3 separate regions of the Sus scrofa genome follow, and all the other regions are linked to region 2. A link is a contact called in public HiChIP or PLAC-seq data. All regions are on one chromosome and are shown on one strand. The core of a region is the stretch at or near the end of the contact, and the rest is flanking DNA. Distances in the headings are between cores, read along the strand shown. Region 1 holds the start of DLST (dihydrolipoamide S-succinyltransferase). Region 2 holds the start of RPS6KL1 (ribosomal protein S6 kinase-like 1). Region 3 holds the start of EIF2B2 (translation initiation factor eIF-2B subunit beta).

What was found. HiChIP or PLAC-seq counts read pairs in DNA pulled down with a chosen protein or histone mark.
Region 1: an H3K27ac HiChIP or PLAC-seq map of alveolar macrophages shows a contact between it and region 2. The contact joins the promoter of DLST here to the promoter of RPS6KL1 in region 2. A contact is called at or near these places in 3 of 47 Hi-C or Micro-C datasets (embryonic fibroblasts, liver and subcutaneous adipose tissue) and 1 of 2 datasets of contacts at active chromatin or transcription factors (alveolar macrophages).
Region 3: an H3K27ac HiChIP or PLAC-seq map of alveolar macrophages shows a contact between it and region 2. The contact joins the promoter of EIF2B2 here to the promoter of RPS6KL1 in region 2. A contact is called at or near these places in 2 of 47 Hi-C or Micro-C datasets (embryonic fibroblasts and epiblast stem cells) and 2 of 2 datasets of contacts at active chromatin or transcription factors (alveolar macrophages and skeletal muscle).

Annotation. Positions count from the first base shown.
Region 1 is chr7:98,089,256-98,092,488 of Sscrofa11.1, forward strand. It overlaps DLST (dihydrolipoamide S-succinyltransferase), which reads left to right and starts at 1,906. Exons shown (of 15, transcript NM_214397.1): 1 at 1,906-1,994; 2 at 2,554-2,587. The coding sequence starts at 1,932.
Region 2 is chr7:98,139,764-98,142,597 of Sscrofa11.1, forward strand. It overlaps RPS6KL1 (ribosomal protein S6 kinase-like 1), which reads right to left and starts at 1,454. Exons shown (of 11, transcript XM_013989171.2): 1 at 1,318-1,454.
Region 3 is chr7:98,202,376-98,205,377 of Sscrofa11.1, forward strand. It overlaps EIF2B2 (translation initiation factor eIF-2B subunit beta), which reads left to right and starts at 1,477. Exons shown (of 8, transcript XM_021099531.1): 1 at 1,477-1,707; 2 at 1,827-1,947; 3 at 2,105-2,253. The coding sequence starts at 1,545.

The sequences.
Region 1 (3,233 bases), core at 656-3,155, 50 kb before region 2:
TCTTTGACACAGGTGTGGAGGATGAGTTAAAGAAAGTGAGTAGAAGCTCAGGTTAGTTGGGAAGCTTTCAAAATAATCCAGCCGAAGGATGCTAAAGACTTGATCAGGGGCAGCTGCAAGGCAAGGATGTTTTCTCTATTTTAAGCTAGGGCTTCTGCCCATCCCTCCAGAATTTCAGTGGAAGTGCTTTCAGAGTTTAGACGAGTGAAAGCACCATAAAATTCCCAAGGCCAGGCAAAATGACTCAGCTAACAAAACCACCATGAGTAGGCACCAAGTGGCTCATTCATTCGTTCATTCTTAATTAAATCAGAAGCTTATAGAACACGCTTTCTATTAGGAAGGTGAACTATAAAAGTGAATACTCAGGAGTTCCTACTGTGGCTTAGTGGTAACAAACCCGACTAGCATCCATGAGGTTGCAGGTTTGATCCCTGGCCCCGCTCATGGGATTGAGGATCTGGCATTGCTGTGAGCTGTGGTGTAGGCTGGCAGCTACAGCTCTGATTCAACCCCTAGTCTGGGAACCTCCATATGCCAGAACCTTCATGTGCTGCAGGTGCAGCCCTAAAAAGACAAAAAAAAAAAAAAAAAAAAAAAGAGTAGAGGGGGGTGCTATGTGTTTTCTTGGTTGTTCAACGCTGGGAGGCCCCAATTCAGCCCACAGATATTGATTGCACACCTAAACGATGTCAATCTCTGTTCCAAGTGTTGGGGATACATTATAGTTCAAAAACAAACTCATAGAGAAAGAAATCTGATTTGTGGTTACCAGTGATGGGGGAGGAGGGAGAATTGGATGAAGATATAAACTTATAAGATAAATAAGTACTAGGGATGTAATGTATTGCATGATAAACTCACCCTGCTGTATGCTATATATGAAAGTTTTTAAGAGGGTAAATCCTAAGAGTTCTCATCACATACAAATTTTTTTTGTTTTAAATTTCTTTAATTTTGTACTTACATGAAAGGATGGATGTTCACTAAACTTTTTGCGATAATCGCTTCACACACATACAGCAAATCATTACGCTGTATATCTTATACAATGCTACATGTCAATTATGTTTCAACAAAAATGTAATTTTTAAAAATTACTAGGAATACAGCAGTGAAAAAGACAGACACATTCTCTAATCTAATGGAATTTATTTTCTAGAGGTCGAGAGACAAATGAATGGCTTTCAAAATGCACAGGATGTATGGGGTACAGTTGGCTTGGCTGTAGAGAGTTTGAATAGGGGCTAGGGAAGATCAGGAGATGTGGATGCAGAAGTAGGGCTACTTGGTGAAGGTCTTCAGCTGGGTTAAAGGGTAATGGGTTAAAGGGTTCCTTGGGGTTGTTTCTTTGTTCCGAGGTTAGAAAGGGAAGTGATCACTGCTTTTTACTACTATTATTTTTTTAATAGTTGAGGAATTTGAGGCATAGGGAGGCAATGTCTCTTGTCTAAGGACACACAAGTGTAAGATCAGGCAGGCTTGTTTGTCAAAGTCCGAGTTAGAAGCCCTTGACGCCTTCCACTCTTTTCCAGCAGCGCTGCGGAAGAAGAGCAGGGTGTCCGGGGACCCAGGAGAGATGGGCGCCACGCTCAGAGACAGCTCTGCGGAAAGATCGGGGAGGGAAGGACCCCGGGGCGACCTGATCACGGGACAGTCATAGGTACCCTGCAGAGGATTTGTCCCGGCCGGAAGGCAGCGCAACTTGTTCCGGGGGAGCCTAGCCGCAGCGGGTTCACCCTGCGGGCACACCTGGGCTGAGGTTAGGGCAGCTGTGTTCTGCCCGTCGATTTTCCCCCCCGTTCGTCAGTGGTTCGTTCCGAACACCCCTCTCTGCGCTGCGGGTGCCGTGGTCCGCCCTGCTTCCGGTTGTTGCCGGGCTCTATATCCGGTGTCCGCCCGCCCTCGGCTCCGCCGCCGCCGCCGCCGCGATGCTGTCCCGGTCCCGCTGCGTGTCCCGGGCGTTCAGCCGTTCGCTTTCCGCCTTTCAGAAGGTACGGTCCGGCCGGGCTGGGGCCCCGGAGGGTGAAAAACTCTCCGGCAGGCGGACGGACGGCTCGGGGTCAGGGGCGTGGCGCGCCGGCGAGGCCGGGCACCAAGGGCATCGGGACGCGGAGGCCGCGGGCTGGGTGGCCGAGAGCCGCTGTTGCTCTCGGGTTCTTTTGCGGAGCCCAGTAGCCCCTCGCCTGCCCGAGGCAGGCAGCGCCTGGTCCCCTGCTGTACCCCACCCTCCGCGCGGGGCGGAGGAGCCGCGCCCGCTCCGACACGAGACTCAGAGTTGGGGAGGAGGCGCCACGGAATGCTCCGACGGGATCCAAGGGCCCGTTTCCTCTCTGTTAAAATCAGTGGGTATCAGCCCCGTTGGAAAGTTGAGATAGTTTGGCAGGCCCAGCGTGCTGACGGAGTGAGAGCACGCCTAGGCTGTTGCCATTAGCTTTCGGCGTCATGAGATTTCACCTGTCACCAGCACCGGGACAGCTTTGAGTCTGTATTTAAGAGAGAAAGCTGTTTCTTTCCTCTGGGTGACGTCGATAATGTCTTCTTTCTCCACAGGGGAACTGCCCTCTAGGGAGACGTTCCCTGCCTGGTAAGTTCTGCCCTTGCTGTCACCTAAAAATGCTCTCCTCCTGGGCAGAGCCGTATGTGAGGAAATGGGGTGCCTGTGTTTCTCCGCATGGTGTTCAGATAGATAGGAATGAAACAAGATGCTATTTAATAACAAACATCATTTATTCATTTAGCACATAGTTACTCAGTATCCGCAATGTGTCAGGCACTGTGCTAGGCACTCACTAGGGATTCATCAGTGAGTGGTTCTCCTTGTACTAGACCGTAGACCATACAGTCTAGTGGGAAGGACACGGTGTAAATTGTTAAACAAATGGACTATCGTGAATCTTGGTTAAATGCTGAGAAGGAAACAAATGAAGCAGGACACTAAAGCTGTGACCCACAGGATGTGACAGAGGCCAGGGTGATGAAGAGCAGGAGAGGGAAAAGGAATAGCAAGTGCAGAGTCCCTGAGGAAGTAAAGACCTTGGCAGTATTTCGTTACTGGAAAAAAAAAAAAGGTGATTTGACCAGAGCATTTTGGTTAAGGGAGAGAGTGCCATGAGGTAGAGTGCCACGAGGTATCGAGACTAGGAGAAAGAATTTTGGTTTTATCCCAATAGTTTTTTATACACATGATACAAATATTTGTTGAATGAGTTGATCGTATTATGGGCATTCTG
Region 2 (2,834 bases), core at 204-2,703:
ACTCCTATTATTATTGTTTTTTGATCACACCATGGCATGAGGAAGTTCAGGCTAGTGATCAAAACTGTGCCACAGCAGCAACCCAAAGTTGTAGGAGTTCTCTAGTGGTACATTGGTTTAAGGATCTGGCATTGTCACTACAACAGCTTGGGTCACTGCTGTGGCTCAGGTTGCTTCCCTGTTCCAGGAACTTAAATGAATAAAGAGTTCCCGTCGTGGCGCAGTGGTTAAGGAATCCGACTAGGAACCATGAGGTTGCGGGTTCGATCCCTGCCCTTGCTCAGTGGGTTAAGGATCCAGCGTTGCCGTGAGCTGTGGTGTAGGTCGCAGATGTGACTCCGATCCCTCGCTGCTGTGGCTCTGGTGTAGGCCGGTGACTACAGCTCCGATTCAACCCCTAACCTGGGAACTTCCATATGCCGCGAGAGCCGCCCAAGAAATGGCAAAAAAAAAAAAGACAAAAATAAATAAATAAATAAATAAATAAAAAGAGTTATGGAGTTTCTGCTGTGGTTCAGTGGTGATAAACCCAATTAGTATCCATGAGGACACGGGTTGGATTCCTGGCGTCACTTAGTGGGTTAAGGATCCGGCATTGCCATAGGCTGTGGTGTAGGTCAAAGACAAGGCTTGGATCTGGTGTTGCTGTGGCTATGGCATTAGGCCAACAGCTGCACCTCCAACTGGATCCTTAGACTGGGAACTTCCATATGTTGCAGGTGTGGCCCTAAAAAAAAAAAGAAAAAGCAAGTTATTAAAATAACATATCAAGGTGTCTCCTCCACCTCTTCCTTGCTTCTTATCTTCACCCTGGTGGCGGTGGGAGGAGGGGGGTCTTTGGATATAACGCACGCAATATGACAAAAATCAAAGTGATTAAAGGGAGTGATCCACTTTAATCAAAGAAAGGCTTGCTTGTCTTTTGGGTGCTCCATTTGGCTTCAGGATGGAGCTGGGATGTTGGGGCAGGGCAGAGGAATAAGAAGGAAGGTGCTTCTGTCTCCAGCCTAGGCTAACTTTATAACAAAGCTGAAAAAAATGTATTGCTCATTCTCTGGTTTTTGGAAGCATGTGAGATGGATTATAAGAAAGATTTTGGGGAGTTCCCATCCTGGCTCAGTGGTAACCAAGCCAACTAGTATCCATGAGGACGTGGATTTGACCCCGTGTTGCTGTGGCTGTGGTGCAGGCCGGCAGCCGCAGCTGCAGCTCCTAGCTTGGGAACTTCCATATGCCGCTAGTGCAGCCCTGAAAATACAAACAAACAAACAAAAAGACTTTGGGGGAAAAGTGTCAAAAGACATTGTGACTACTCACCACTGTGAGAGCGTCCTTGCTTAAGCAAGAGAGAGCTGTATTGCGAGGCAGTCTCTGAGCAAGGCGGGGAGTGAATCTCACGCAGGCTTTGGGGAAGCGAGGCATTCAGGGTGGATCCACTTCCTGAGTGTTTTAGAAACGGCTGACCTTTGGCTCTAGAAGCGCAGTCAGTGGAGTGAGGCTGCGGCTGACTTGTTATTCTCAGAAGGGGGGGCTGCCTCTGACTGAGCGCACGGTTCCAGGATCACGGTTACTGAAACAAGGGATCACATCAGCCAGGGTTCTAACAGGTACCGAGACTTATTTATTTCACCGCACCTGTGGTATATGGAAGCTCCTGGGCCAGGGGTCCAATCTGAGCCCCTACAGCTGCAGCAGCGCCAGATCCTTAAGCCACTGCGCTAGACTGGGGATCCAACCCGTGCCCTTGCAGTGACCCGAGCTGCTGTAGTCAGATCCTTAATCCACTGGGAACTTCAAGAGTTACTTGTTCTTATAGCTACACAACAATTCATCTTTTCCTAAAAGAATGGGGATGTTTTATCTTGGGGAGCAGGGAGGAGATGGCAGGGCAGCCTACACACACACATGAAGATGAAGGATCCCAGTGAAACAGCCCGGCCTCTGTGCGGATGCTCATCTCCATCGGCCAGGACTGGTTTCTCAAGGAGGCTCCCAAAGGCACCCAGAGTCCCCTGGATTTGGACTGGGGTCTTAGTTACGAAAGATCTGTCCTGCCCCCTCCTCAGCCTCCCCAGGTCTGCTGAGAAGTTGTGTTTCCAGTTGATAGATTGGAGGGATGGAAGCTCCTGGGAGCCCCCTACCCCCAGGTTCCGTCGGGCTCTCCTTCCTGAGCCATGACCCCCACGACCCCGCAAGGCTGGCCCTGGGTCTCCAAGTGACGCAGAGCCTTCGGCCTGGCTGTGTGGCAGCCGCGGCCAGCTGTCAGCCCCCTGAGCCTCCAGACTCCCCAGGCTGAAAGTCCTCAGGCAGAGTTCTCACCCTCTCCATGCTTCCTTCCAGCCTGTCTGGCAAAGGAGAAAACAGGCTTCAAAAGGGGGCTGCGGCTGAGACAGCGCAGAGAGGGATGAAGCGCTCAAGGAGGGGGTTATCACCATTACAGTCCAAACCTCAGACCCCCGCCGGGGGCGTCAGGCGGTCACATGTCTGTAAACAACCAGCGCCGTCGGCCTGCGCTGTGTGAGCACAGAGGCTCCCGTTACCGTTAGCGAGTGGCCCACACGGTGACTCATGGGTGGCCCAGGCTGACGCCTGGGTGGGAGGGGCAGGGGCCTCAGAGGAGAGAGAAGCCTGGCAGACTTAGAGATGGGGGTTGGGGGCTGCGAGCAGGGACGGGCCAATTCTCCCAGGGCCTCAGTGAGGGGCCCTCTCCCTGTCACGCAGGTGACACCCCCTCAGTGAGAGAAACCGGGTGGGGGGGTGCCCAGCTCTGCGGGGAAGCTCTCACCCTCCTCCCCGCTGACTGTCCTGCCTGGTGGTTTCCGTGGTAACGAAGT
Region 3 (3,002 bases), core at 227-2,726, 63 kb after region 2:
TGAGAGTGAACATTCTTGCCTTGTTCCTTGATCGTAGAGAGAGAAAGCAGTCTTTCTCCACAGAGTATGATGTTAGGAGTAGGATTCTACAGGCGCCCTTACCATACTAAAAAAACTTCCCTTCTATTCCTAGTTTTCTGAGGTTTGTTTTTGTTTTAAATTCTGTTGAATGTTTTCAAATGTTTCTTGTATCAATTGATATGATCATGTGATTTTACTTTTTAGAAATGTTAATAGTTTCTCAAATTGATTTTCAAATATTGAAACAGCTTTGCATTCCAGGTTTAAATTCTACTTGATAATTATACATCAATCTTTTATGTATTGATGGATCTGGTTTGCTAATAATTTGTTGCAGATCTTTGTATCTGCATTCATGACGGACATTGGTCTGTAATTTTCTTTTGTTGTACTATCTTTCTCTGATTTTTGTCTGGATATATTTTTTGGGAGGGCAATTTGTCACTGTAACAAACGTCTTAGAAATGTGTGTGTCTGTGATGATCACTGTACAACTGTAAATGTAATAAAATTCATTAATTAAAAAAAGAAATGTGTGTGCCTAAGGATTCTACTTCTAAGAATTTAAGGAAATAACTGGCGATTCTCATTATACACAGACTTTAGGTTGGGATACACCTGGATTTAAATACGAACACATTCTCTTACTAATCACTTAAATTCTGTGGGTCTGTTCCTAACCTGTAAAATGAGGATAAGAGGACCTACCTCACAGAGAGGCATTAGATGAGACAATTCACAGTGTCCAACATCTAACTAGCTTTAGAGCCACCTAGTAAATAGTGGCTCTTGGTGTTATGTTATACCCTCCAGCCTCTGTAGTCTGTCCAGACAGAAGGACATTATTTTTGTTCCCAAATTGGCTCCCACTTTGAATCTTCTTATTGGTGGGTATTCGATCTCCTCATCCCTAATTACTGCCTTGTATAAGGCGCGCTTGACGTTTGGAATGCACAGGCAATAGATTCAGGGAGCTGAATCTATTCAAGAGACACAGGGGCGAAGGAACCAGTATCATGTCATACATACAACAGCATTATAATGGAGCGTCTGCCCGAGGGGAAGAGAGCCCTGGACGCGCCTCTGAGCGTCTGTGTCAGGAGGCTGGGAGGTCGCTGGAGCTGAGGGAGCGGAAAAGAGGGCGGCAACTTTTCCAGAGTAGCCTCGGGTCGTGGTGCTGGACGCACAGACTGGCTGTTTCCACAGCAACGGGACTAGCTACCCTCTCGGGAGGCCTCACGGGTCAGCCTTGCTCAGCGTCTAAGGAACCGGGAAAAGCCACTTCCGTTCCTTCAACCTCCCAAGAGCGCGGACGCTTGGCTGTAACCGAATAAATCAAGCTCCAAGTCTCTGATTGGCTCAGGCAGGTGAAGTGGGCGGAGGTGGCAGCGAGGGGCGTGGTCCTGCAGTCTCCCACGCCAGAGTTAGTCCCTCAAAGCGGAAGTCGACCTCTTCTGCCCCGGAAGTGCAAGTTCGGAGGTCTTGCAGGTGGGGATTCCGCCGGCAAGGCGGCTGCTTTCGAGATGCCAGGGGCTGCCGCCAAGAGCTCGGAGTTGTCCGAGAGGATCGAGAGTTTCGTGGAGGCACTGAAACGGGGCAGCGGGCGGCACAGCTCTGAGGACATGGCCCGGGAGACCCTGGGACTGCTGCGCCGGATCATCACGGACTACCGCTGGAGCAACGCAGGTGAGGCAGACCTAGCTCCATCGCCTCCCTCGCACCTTTCTGTTCCCGATCCCCCGGCGGAAGGTCTCCTTGGTCCCACCACATGCTTGCCTCGTTCACCCTCTCTCTTTGGACTGCAGGGGAGCTGATGGAACTGATCCGCAGAGAAGGCCGGAGGATGACGGCCGCGCAGCCCTCAGAGACCACCGTGGGCAACATGGTGCGGAGAGTGCTCAGGATCATCCGGGAGGAGTATGGCAGGTCAGGCCCGCGTCCTGGGCTGGGGTTGGTCCCAGTAACGCTTTTTGCACGGGCCCCTCTCCTTGCTTGGAGCCTTTGTTGGAGCGGAGCAGCTGTTGTTACCTAAACGATCACACCTCTTCCCCACCTTCCTCTTTGGGTCTTGTTGCCTCCATAGACTCCATGGACGCAGCGACGAAAGAGATCAGCAGGAGTCCCTGCACAAACTCTTGACGTCCGGGGGCCTGAGCGAGGATTTCCGCTCTCATTATGCTGAACTCCAGTCCAACATCATTGAGGCAATTAATGAGCTGCTTGTGGAACTGGGTGAGTCCTGATCCCTACATGGACAGGACAGGTTGCAGACAAATGAGGGAACAAAAGACCCCGGAAGCTGTTCATCAGCAGAGGTGGGAGATAACCAGTCTTCTGATTCTCAGAAGTTTGCTCTCATCCTGGTTAGGAAGGGTTGGAGCTGGTGGCAGGACTGAGATAACCTTTTATACACTTCCTTACCATCTAACCCTTTATTGGCTGCAAATCCACTGTAGCAGAGACTCAATTTGGGAAGAGCTTTATTTTTATTTTAAAGAAAATGAACCCCCTAAAACCACAGTTGATAGACCCTCCTTCACTAAACGTGCTCTTGAATTTTTACACGTATACACATACATACAGGCCACCTCCATCCCCCTGTTTTCGCGACCCAGGATAACTGCAGATATTCATTACAATCAGCGTTCCCAGGGGAGGACCGAGCCGGGTCTGTTTGTGCATTGAGCTGCTGCTTCCAAATTCCTCTCCTGTTTTTCTTCTGTGGCTTTCCTTTCAGGTGGGCCATCTTTTGGAGGAGGAGTTCTTTTGGGGGGAAGCTCTATTCACTCTCAGCACTTCAGAATTTCCAATTAGGACCATTTCTTGCCTAAATACATCCTCTTCAAAGTCAGTTGCAAAGAAAGGGCTGGTGTTAGGGTGAGGCAGGAGTGAGGGGAGTAAGTGGTTGAGTAGGAGGACTGCCCGGCAAGACAAAAGGCTGAGCCCTTAGGAGGCAGAAGATCCTGAAGATCGGGGCTTTT